2 separate regions of the Mus musculus genome follow, and region 1 is linked to region 2. A link is a contact called in public Hi-C data. All regions are on one chromosome and are shown on one strand. The core of a region is the stretch at or near the end of the contact, and the rest is flanking DNA. Distances in the headings are between cores, read along the strand shown.

What was found. A called contact is a pair of places that touch in the nucleus more often than the background predicts.
Region 1: a Hi-C map of cerebellum shows a contact between it and region 2, with 2.2 times the contacts expected there. The contact joins two enhancer-like sites. A contact is called at or near these places in 9 of 484 Hi-C or Micro-C datasets (cerebellum, cortical neurons, embryonic limb bud and 6 more) and 2 of 115 datasets of contacts at active chromatin or transcription factors (astrocytes and large pre-B cells).

Annotation. Positions count from the first base shown.
Region 1 is chr6:51,564,411-51,570,368 of GRCm38.p6, reverse strand. All of the region lies in intron 2 of Snx10 (sorting nexin 10), which reads right to left. It also overlaps the pseudogene Gm52883. Among named protein-coding and RNA genes, the nearest start is that of Snx10, 43 kb to the right of the region's middle. Within about 2 kb of position 3,583, at least 8 of the 459 cell types and tissues checked have an H3K27ac peak or open chromatin away from gene starts, as enhancers often do. A contact at or near this core is called in cerebellum, where this site is marked.
Region 2 is chr6:50,932,298-50,937,456 of GRCm38.p6, reverse strand. Gm31686 (a long non-coding RNA gene) reads left to right here. Exons shown (of 4, transcript XR_377658.3): 4 at 2,383-4,056. Among named protein-coding and RNA genes, the nearest start is that of Gm31686, 9.5 kb to the left of the region's middle. Within about 2 kb of position 3,691, at least 17 of the 459 cell types and tissues checked have an H3K27ac peak or open chromatin away from gene starts, as enhancers often do. A contact at or near this core is called in cerebellum, where this site is marked.

The DNA of each region.
Region 1 (5,958 bases), core at 2,334-4,833, 630 kb before region 2:
AGGTGGAACAACATTTTGAACTAATCAGTACCCCCCGGAGCTCATGTCTCTAGCTGCATATGTAGCAGAAGATGGCCTAGTCGGCCATCACTGGAAAGAAAGGCCCATTGGTCGTGCAAACTTTATATGCCCCAGTACAGGGGAACACCAGGGCCAAGAAGTTGGAGTGAGTGGGTAGGGGAGTGGGGGGGGGGGTATGGGGGACTTTTGGGATAGCACTGGAAATGTAAATGAAGAAAATACCTAATTAAAAAAAGAGAGAGAGAGAGATGCTTAAGCAACTAGCCCAAAAGTCAGATGACCAGCAAGACCAGACTGGGTTTAGAACTTGGATTTGCCTCTTATCCAAAGCCTGGACTCTAGTGGTTCCTTTCGAGGCAATGTGATGTCACCGTGTCCCCACCCAGTGGGACTGGTCATCGTGTCTCCTTTGGGCTCCTTTTGGCTGTGACACACTCACGGGCTTCTCTTGATTTTGGTGACCTTGATTGTGAGAACTTGCTGGGTCTTTGTAGATATTCCTCAGCCAGAGCTTATCTGGTGTCTATCTCAGTTCTAGACTGGGGTTCTCTGTGCTTGGAAGGAAAAACAGAAATGAAGCCCCACTTTCAGCCACCAAGGGCACCTGCTGTCCCTGGGAGTCTTCGCTGCTGTTTTACTTTGGTCACCTGGCTGAGGCACTGGCTGGCTGATATTCCCATCATAAGCTTACTGCTTCCTATCTGTATACACGTGAAGATAAACGTGTACTAATTTTTTCCAGTCACTTCTAATTTAGTTGTAGCTGGCAAAGTAGTTCTAATATTTAAAATGTATTGGAATGCTAACGTGAAAGAGAGGGATATTAAACCATAAATCCTATATCGTCTCCATTTTCTAAAAATGCATACACATTAAGTACAAGAAAGGGCTGGGAAGGAATAGCCCAGGCATCTATCTTTTCCTTAGAGCGTATATTCTGTAGTGAACAGATCTTTTCAAATCTGGGAGATGGAAATAAAATCTTTTTTGTTGAGACTCAGAAAGAACGAAACAAAGCTCCCTAGTGACTGTCACACAAATGGGCTCCGCATGACAGCAGCGTCCCTTGGAACGTGCTGTGTGGGGAACAGCTGGCTTCCCAGACTGCTTTTCTTTCCTTACTTTTAATTTTTATTTATTTATTTTTATGCTTATGGGTGCTTTGCCAGAATGTTATGTCAGTGTGCCTCATGCATACTCGGTGCAGGAAAAAGTCCAGAAGAGGGCACCGGATCCCCTAGGCCTGGAGTTACGGACAGTTGTGAGTTGCCTCCCGCACTGTGGGTACTGAGATTCAAAGCTGGGTCCTTGGAAAGAACAGCAAGTGCTCTTAAAGGCTGAGCCATCTCTCCAGCCATAGAAAGGGTGCCATCTTTCAATAGGAAAACTTGGTAACTGGGGAGAATGACAGCAGCTGAGAATAAGAAGAAAGAGGCGTGGACATGAAAGGAAGAGGGAAAAAGTCAATATAGGTTTGAGAGAGTGTTTCAAGGGTCGAGAGACAGAAGCCTCTATTGTTTAAGTGATATTCCTTCATCCAAACCAGAGTCAACTTCCAGTCAGCTGCACCCCTGTGTTTTCAGGCTGTGGGGTGCAGCCGGTGGTAGAATGAATGCTACATATTTGCTAGACCCGGCACGACAGACGCACAAGCAAATAATAGCAAACCTGGGTATTGTGGTGTACACCTGCAATCCCAGCCCTTGAGAGGTGCAGGTAAGAGGACTGCCATGAGTTTCAGACCTCCCCAGGCTAAATAATGAGTGGCGGAGCCAGCCTGGCCTACATGATGAGACCTTGCCTCAAATCTCTAAACAAAGAAAAACCTAACTTTCTTTCTTTTTCTTCTTTTCTTTTCTTTTTTTTTTTGGGGGGGGGGGGGTAATGGGGGGAAGGTGTTCAAGCCAGGGTCTCTGTGTAGCCCTGGCTGTCTTGGAACTTACTTCGTAGTCCAGGCTGGCTTAAATTCATAGAGATCCACTTGCCTCTGCCTCCTAAGTACTGGGATTAAAGGGTGCACCACCAATGCCCAGCCACCGCCCTTTCTTAAAGGGAGTCCAAAATGTTTCCATTGGAAACAAACTGTATCTTAAACCCTATCAACACTGTTCATCCATTCAGTAAGGCTCTTCATCTAAAATGGCAACAGATCCCTGGTATCTCTCTAGCACTCTTTTCCTTTGTTAGCTGATGGGGACCTGGCGGTGCCGGAACTCTCTTGGGACACCTGGGCTTGTCATATTCTGGGTACTCCCCGCCAAGCTCAACCAAGCCAGGTGTAACACGTGCACAAACCTTTAGCCCAGCACTCAGGAGGTAGCGGCAGGTACAGCTCTACAAACCTGAGCTCCTATTCAAGGCTAACTCGGTTTAGATAGTAAATTCCAGACCAACGAGGGCTACATATCGAGATCCTGTCTCAAAACACCAAAAGAATAAAAACAAAGAACCCATTCAAGTGTCAATGACTGGTGGTTGCCTGAGAGTCACTGTTATTCCCCCAACATGATGTAAATGTTCTTTAAAGAAGAAAATTAAATTTCCCTAATGCTGCAACCCTTTAATACAGTTCCTCACGTTGCGAAATAAAATAAAAAATAAAAATAATAAAAATAAAAATAAAATAAAATTATTTCTGTTGCTACTTCATAACTGCAACTTTGCGACTGTTATGAATCATAATGTAAATATCTGATATGCAGGATATCTTAAAGGGGCCATGACCTACAGGTTACTGCTTTAAAGGGAGAATACAGCTATCGTGAAGGAGGAAGTGATACACACGTGTGAATACACATACACAGCTGTAAACAGTCTCATCCCCTAGGCAGGATGCTCCAGTTACAGTGGCTGAGAAAGAAACGGGGCTCCTTCATCGGGGAGCAGCAGCCCTAGAGGGGGAGGAACAGGATGTGAGTCTTGAGGAAAACAAGCTTCCGGAGGCAGGGGACGAAGGTCCCGGGTGCTGCAGAGAAATAAGATTGCTCCTTCCGGGCATCAGATATAAAAATGGGCAAAAATGCCTGACCCCACAAAAGCTGCTGCTGGCTGAAGCCTGTCCCCTGTCACACCCACCTGCCTTTCCATTTGGATCTGGGTTCTGTCTCATTAAACACAAGGGTTGATTCAGTTGGGTCCGCCTAATTATTCTTATTAAAATATGTAACCATAATATTTTAATTGTAAATTAAAGTTGCATGCATGAATGAGCCTGAATTCATTTCAATTTTACAATGGCCCAATGCCAAGGCCTTTTTATAGGGACAATCCATCAGCTGAGATACTGCTCTCCTGGGAATTCGAACCAATGTGCAAATGGAACGTGTTTAACTAACAAGGGAGACTCTCACTCCCTTCCCTCCTCTTGCTAGATTTATTATGGTAATAAAGCTACCTCGACAAGAGAGACTACATTTCCCAAATCTTTTTTAAAAATTACCAAACCTCGAGGCTGGCACCACCAGCTATGACTGGCATGTCACTCCTGGCCATCTGCATCCTGAACAATGATGGCAAGTAGGTCTTAGTTCGCATGCCAAGCCCATGATTAATTAGGAATGGCTGCTATCTATGGGCATCAACTGGAAAGTGCTTATATAAATACTGGACTAACTTCTAGGACAACCAGTGATACTGCATTTGACCTTTGCATGTGTGATTAGGGGGATCTTGACTTTTATTACACTGAACAATAATCAATCACTAGACTCTACAGACTTCAATAACTCTAGCTGGCCTTGAATACAGGGTGTTCTTGGATTAATCAAGGAGATGAAATTACCTCTTGTGTATGTGTGTGCAACTCTGGCTGTCCTGGAACTCACTCTGTAGACTAGGCTGGCCTTGAACTCAGATCTGCCTGCCTCTGCCTCCCCAGTGCTGCCGTTAAGGATGGGCACCACCACTGCACAGCAAAAAGACCTTTTTAAGATCAGGTTGTTGGAAGAAGTCTCTTTTTGATTCCCAACAGAGGCTTGAAGGCACAGTGAGTGTCAGCCACCTTCAGCAATGTATGCAAGCGAAAGAAGGGCTAAAGCTGGGCAGGAGGGCACTGCCAGAAACAGCCCAGGGCCAAGACTGTGTGCAGAGCTTTCAAGGTTCTACAAATAAGCTCAGAACAGAGAGGAAGAAGTGCCCCAGAGCTGGGGAGAAGGAAGTCTGGAGAAAGACTTTGGGCCCGCAGGTCTCTAGAATACAAGTGCAGGAATTCTGGCTATGCTCATAAGGCTTAGCACTGTGGGTCCACATGGAGAACGGACAAACAGCTGATAAGCAGCCAGCTGTTACACTACAGCACATCAGGATCTCACCTGTCTATATTCACTTCTTCCTGATAGGAGCTAAGCTTAATCTCTGAACACTGCACATCTATTGGCATATCTATTTGCAGTATGTTTTCCCCTTTGCCATTGAAGAAATTGCCATTTTTAAATTCATTCATGATATAAGATTGTTATGAAATCATTTAATCAGAGATGACATTTTCAAGATCACTGATATGTTATCTTTATATAGTTGGTGTGATGGTTAATATTGATTATCAGTTTGACAGGATCTGGTATCACCGGAACAATAGAGGGCATTCTTGGAGTAATCGAGGAGAAGGAAGCGCCCCCAGGCATGCCTACAAGGGATTATCTTGCCTAGGTTAATTTAGGTGGGAGGTCTCACCCTAATCATGGGTGTCACCATTCCCTAGGCTTGCATCCTGGACTTTACAAAAGAACAAGGTTGAGCATGAGAATCCATAGCACTCTGCTTCCTGATTGTGGGCACAACATGATCAGCTGTCTCCATCTCCTGCCACCATGGCTCCCCCACTGAGACAGACTACATCATGAACTATATGAGCCAGAAGAAACCATTTCTCCTGAAGGTTGGTTGCTTTTGTCAAGGTACTTCCTCACAACAGCTAGAAAAGCAGCTAACACGGTACTCCAGTAACATGTCAAAAACAACAGAGCGTGGGAAGATAACCCAGTCTATAAAGTATAAAGGATTTGCCACGCAAGCATAAGGTCCTGAGTTTGATCCTCAGAATCCATATAAAAAGCAGGTCACAGTGGCATGCATCTGTCATCCCAGACTGGAGAGGTGGAGACAGGAGGATTGCCAGAGCTCGATGGCCAACCAATCTAACCCAACTGAAAGACTCCAGATCCCAGTGAGGGACTGATTCTTATTTTTTTTTTTTCAGTTTGGCATTAGCCTATATATTTCATTTTCTGTGAATGTAACGTCTAATAACTAAGTCTTACAGAACATAGCAAATAAGCAATATGCTACAGGAAAGTGACCAATGGGGAAAAAAATCACAGGTTAGTCTTACAGGTTGAGTGAGTTCAGGACAACCAGGGCTACACAGAGAAACCCTGTATCAAAAAAATAATAAATAAATAAAAAATAAAACACAAGTCTTACAGGTTGTTAACCACCATTACTTTAGTTTTTACTGAAACTCATGAACATGAACTGGAATATTTTTCTGGGTCGTGGAATGAGATCTTGTTTTTTAAAAAAAGAAAAATTGTAAGTGATAGTGTATCCCTTTAACCCCAGCACTCTGGAGGTAGAGGCAAGTGAATTTCTATGAATTTGAAGCCAGTCTGTTCTACATAGTGAGTCCCAGCCAGCCAGAGCACAACAAAAAAGTAATCCTCTATATAGAGCAGTGGTTCTCAACCTTCCTAATGCTCTAGCCCTTTATTAGGTATTGTGACCCCACCCCCACCCCAACATCAAATTCTTTTCATTACCTCATAACTGTAATTTTGCTACGGTTATAAATTATAATATAAATATGATTGTTTTCCAATGGTCTTAGGTGACCCCTGTGAAAGGGTCATTTGGCCCCCAAAGTGTTGGTCAAAACCGACCTCCTGAGAATCTGTCCTAGAGGAACTCTACCTACTTTCCTTTTCAGCCTGAGCAGCACCA
Region 2 (5,159 bases), core at 2,442-4,941:
ATTTTCACTTGTTCTGTTTGTATATGGCGACTGCACGTCTATCTTGCTTAGTAGGTACACCAAGGGACTGTTTTTACCTGTGCAAACAGCACAAAGCAAAGGAACAGGCAAGGTGGGTTTCCTGCCTGCATAGCACCACCAGGGGGCGCAGAAAGCACCAGCTGTTGTAAAAGAAAATAGACACCAGGTGGCGCCACTCCGCCATTTTCCTTCAGTCTGGTTTTAATGTAGTGTTTTATTTCTTTGTTTAGCAGTGAAGTTAATGGCTTAGTTTTAGCTGTGTAAAACACGTTTCTATTTTCCTAGCCTCTTACTAACATGTCTGGTTCCTACGCCGTTCTTTTCTAAAAGCGTAGTAAAAAAGGGAACTCGTTATTTGTCTAAACCTACCTTCCCCATAGCATATTTTTTAGGACATTCAATCATATCCCAGATTAAATTTTCCTCTTTGGTCTTTCGCAGACTTTCTGGAATTTTCATTTTAGTTCGATCTTTAAGAGTCAGAATTCTAAATTCTACCAGAACTACAAAAGAAGTTGGAAGCAGAAGAGAGCAGGGATTTTTGCAAGAGCTGGGGGATTGGCTCTTAGGTTGAATGGTGTGAAGTAGTTTATCCAGCATCACCCCTTAGTGAGTTAGGGGTATATCTGTGAGCTGTTCCCCTGCCTGGTGTCTCTCTCTAAGGATCCTCAAAGATGTCTTCCTCCCTTGGAAGTCTATGAGATCATGTATAAGCATAACCACGCCCCCTTGCCTTCCCTAAACATACTTCTTGGGTATGTCTCGCAACTGATGCCACCCCAAAGTGTAGATGCTTCTCTGGGGCATAACACACGCACGTGACAAGTGCGGCTTAGCTTTTCAGTCCACCTTCTGTGGCTGGAGTCCTTCTGAGAACAGATTGGCTCCATCCTTCCTGCCTGAGTGGTGCTAACTCACTAGTTAGCAGATGGGCATGGGGTTCAGTGTTCAGCACCGTAGTGGATATGTGGAGAGACACACAGCCAGGCACTGCTACTCTGGACAAGTTGTCCGATATTGATGAGTTAACAAAAAACGGAGTTGCCAAATGAACCTGATCCCTAGCTCGCCTTACCTGACTCCTGGCTAGATTTTGCCCACAGTTAAGTCACCATGGGAGGTGCAGGATGGTTTTTTGTTTGTTTGTTTGTTCCATTTTGTTTTTGTTTTGTGTTCTTTTTTCTAGAATCCCCCAATTTGTTATACAGAAGAGCTGAGGGGAGCTGAGATGAGATAATTCACATTCTTTGTTAGCTGATAGCAGATGTTAGACCTCATGATCAAAGGTGCTAAACTCTCTAAGAAGCAACATGCACACACACACACACACACACACACACACACACACACCCCACAACTGTTCACTAGCCTTAACAATACCTAAAATCCTGGAATGGTCACAAAGAGGGAATCTTTGACAATATCCCCCAGAGTTGATGAATTCCCCTGTGTGCACTCACCAACCTAAATGTTGCCTAGGGAGCCCTTTCAAATGCTACTGGTGGGGACAAAGGCTTTCTGCTAATCTCTTACAAACAGAGAAGTGTTTCTGTCTCATCTGTTTGCTGCATGGTTTTATGTGTGTCGTGCTGGTGAAGGGGTACCGAGACAAGTGGTTATGTGACCCCCCTGAAAGCCATAGCTACAAAAAGGTGCGAACTTGAATAATCACGAAGCTAATGTCATCTGAGAGGGCTTGGTAGAACTGTGGAGAGTTACTCTAAGCCCTGCTGTACCCACAGATGATGCGGCAAGCACAGCCTGGCTCTCTCTGGTCATGAGATGGCAGGTTGCGTGGAGGCAGGAGATGCTAATTGACTGGTGGGCTATTTAGAGTTAGGAGGCTGAGGTGGTGGGCCAGGGACAGAAGGTGAGGGATGCTGCCTAGGTCACAAACTCAATCATTGAAAGGCCCCTGTAATGCAAGCTGGAGCCCACAAGAGCAGCACACAAGGTGGAGGGATTCCCAGAGGTGCTGACGGTTCATCTTCTAGGTTAAACCAGAGGCTTTCCAAAGGCTGCTTGCTGCTAATGAACACTGAGGAGTGTTAGTACATGAATAGAAGAGATACCTTTGCATCAAATTAGCTTGGAAAATGCTTTATTGAACAGAGTCAGTCAGATTTCTTTGGTACCCAGGAGCCTTTAATCGGCTACAATGGTAAGGACTTAAGAAGAGGAGCCCTCACGCCGGGCTTCCCAAGCTTCTTTAATGTAGCATTCTCAAACTTTCCAGTTCTGAACCTTTTTTTTTTAAAGATTATCTCAGAATATCTCAGAATGAGTCTTCAGAGTAACACTTTTTGAAAGACAACACCCTATTGCATCCTAATTTACTTAGTATTAAATTCTATTTATCAGGTTTCAGCGTAAGATTTCAGAGGACAGGGCTGTCACACAAGCAAAGGATTCAACACATGGACTGGACGTGTGTGGCACCGCCCAAGCAAACCTGGAAGGGGCTGGAAGGATGCCCCCCACCCTTTCTCCTCATTTGTTTGATGCTGATGGTTCACACGCTTGAACATTATCTTAAAGGATGTAGAATGTAGATGCCCCATTTTCAGATTCTTGTTCTGTCATGGGTCTATGCTGAGTCTCTGAAGGCGGCACATGGGTCTCAGCTACGGTGGCCATCAGAGGTGGTGAGTGGGTCGGAGTTCGGGATGACGACTTGGACCTACTTGGACTGTCCGACTAACTATACCTTCTGCTGCGAAGACAAGAAGAACAAACACAGTTCCCAGTTTCTACAGCAAAGACAGTGCCAATTGATATTACACAGTAAAATGCAACGAGATTAAATCAATAACATCTGCAATAAGGCATAATGAAGGTAAAATTATATCTCTGGCTTCCTCAACAGCTGTGAATCTATTTTTAATGATCCTCATTTTTGGCAGTCAGCTAACAACTTCTAAAACGTCCTAGAAATCGGATTGTTAAGCAGATGAGCGCTGCAGTGGCTCAGAGTGTCATTAATCAGCTGCGGATCCATCTGCACAGGCGAGCTGGAAACACGGGGAACTCACCCACTACTCCCAGCGCTGAGCACCCCACTCTCAGACTGTGGGCAACCTTGCAAATGCTGAGAACAGCAAGGCAGGGACACTGGGGGTGGAGGTTGGGGGACGGGCGCTTTCTGGGAGGGGCTTGGGCTGTTGAACCAAAGGAAGAGACACTTCCAGTGGAAATGGAGTTGGTTTCACGTCTCTCTTGCAGGGTTTCTTTACCCAGGGGCCAACAGGAGCAGGGCTCCAACCAATCTTTCCTTTCAAACGTCAGGGCAATTTCCATGGGCTGGCAGATCCTCCACCATGTGCATCAAGTTATGGAAATATGACTGTCCTTGCTCTTTGTAACTGCCTCCACCTCTGCTTCTGAGGCTGCTTCCTAGTACCCGTGCTGGGGAGCGGGGAAGGGCGATCTCTTTGAGTGACCATTTTGTGCTATAGGAGACAGGCCTATATAGGAGACTGGCGGTAGGTAGCTCATCCTGTCCCCTCAGGTCCCTAGTCAGAAGATTCCACAGAGGATAGGAACTCACCTCTCAGTTTCCCCCATCATTGAGTGAGGGCCGGTGCCAGGGAAGAGAAGTACAGCCCTGTGCGTGGGGAAGGGAGTTTGGGTTCCTACGCAGTGAGGAGATGCCTGAGCGGAAGGTCTTGGCATGGCTGCCTAGACCAGCTTGGCAGAAGGGGCTGACCCCACAGGGAGCCTGCTTTCAGCTGCTGCACCTGCTGGCCACTGTTTTCATCTTTAAACCAGGGATTGGGCTGTAACATGGGTTTAGACTGGAGAGAACAGCGGCTGCGGGAGTTGGCTCATGACAAAGGATAAGGCAACTCAAGTGGACAGCTCTACTCAGCAAGAACACAGCTTGCAGTTTTCTGACTGTAGGAGTAGAAATGCTGTCAGTTGGTCAGGAGAGGAGGAGGTGGGGAGGGAGTTCTGTTAGGGTGGGACGGTATAATAAAACATGGGTCATGCAGAGTGTGGTAGCATCGACAGTGATGCCACTCAGGTGGCAGAGGCAGGTGAATCGTGAGTTCAAAGTCAACTTGAACTATGTGGGGATGCTACGTCTCAAAAAGTATATATAACTAAAAAATAAAAACAAATGGCTAAAAGCTAAAATGACACTGAATGCTCTTGGAAACTAAGACATCCAGTGATATGGGGAGGCGGGGGTAGGGGGAGGATGGGGGGAATGGGGTTTCCGTGAAGTGGACAAAAGATGGTCAGAAGCAGAAGGTGTGGAAGCCTAGGGAAAATGGGAAAGTTGATTCCATCAGGCTGATGGGGGCCTGGACACTAAATGAACTTCAGAGTCCCAGGGCTTGGCATTTAATAAGAAGGACCCCCGGGCAGCCTAGTCTCTGCACGATGGACCAGGGTGTGACTGACAGGCCAGGAGAGTGGTGAGCCTCGGGCAGGTAACTGACAGGCTTTACCTGGCTTCTTTTCCCCTCGTGGGTCTCAGTACCAGGATCCCCACATAAGTCAAAGGATGGCATGACTTATCCAGCATGGCTAGTTACAGGCATACTGGCCTCATAGCTCAGCTGGGGATGAAGGGATAGCTTTTACTGCCCTGGGACCTAACCCTCTGTCAGTGTTTAACTGCTCCCTGATGCTCATTGCCAAGGATGTTATACAGAGTTGCCAAGGCTTCCACCTCCGGTCAATTGGCTCCTTGGTTTGAAAGGGCTCTGAGGCTAGACCCAGGTTCATGGGCACCTTGTCCCAGCAAGAACTCACCTTCCAGTGTTTGTATGATCACATCTTGCTCATTACTCCCCTCCTGGTCACTCCCTCCCACAATCCTTTGCCCACCTCCTCTCCTCTGAGCGGCTGGGAGACCCCTGGGTATCCCTCTACCCTGGCACATCAAGTCTCTGTGAGGCTTGGCACTTCCTCTCCCTCTGAGGCCAGACAGGGCAGCCCAGCTAAAAGAACATATCTCAGGGATAGGCAATAGTCTTTGGGATAGTCTTGGGGGGGGGGGTTAACAAGCACTGCTTATGGGAGCTTGGGGTGGAGGCCAGAGGATAACCTTGGGTATTTTCCTCAGCCACAGTCTGCCTTTCTTTAGAGACGGGGTTTCTGGCTGGACCTGGGCTCTTCTTAGGCTAGGC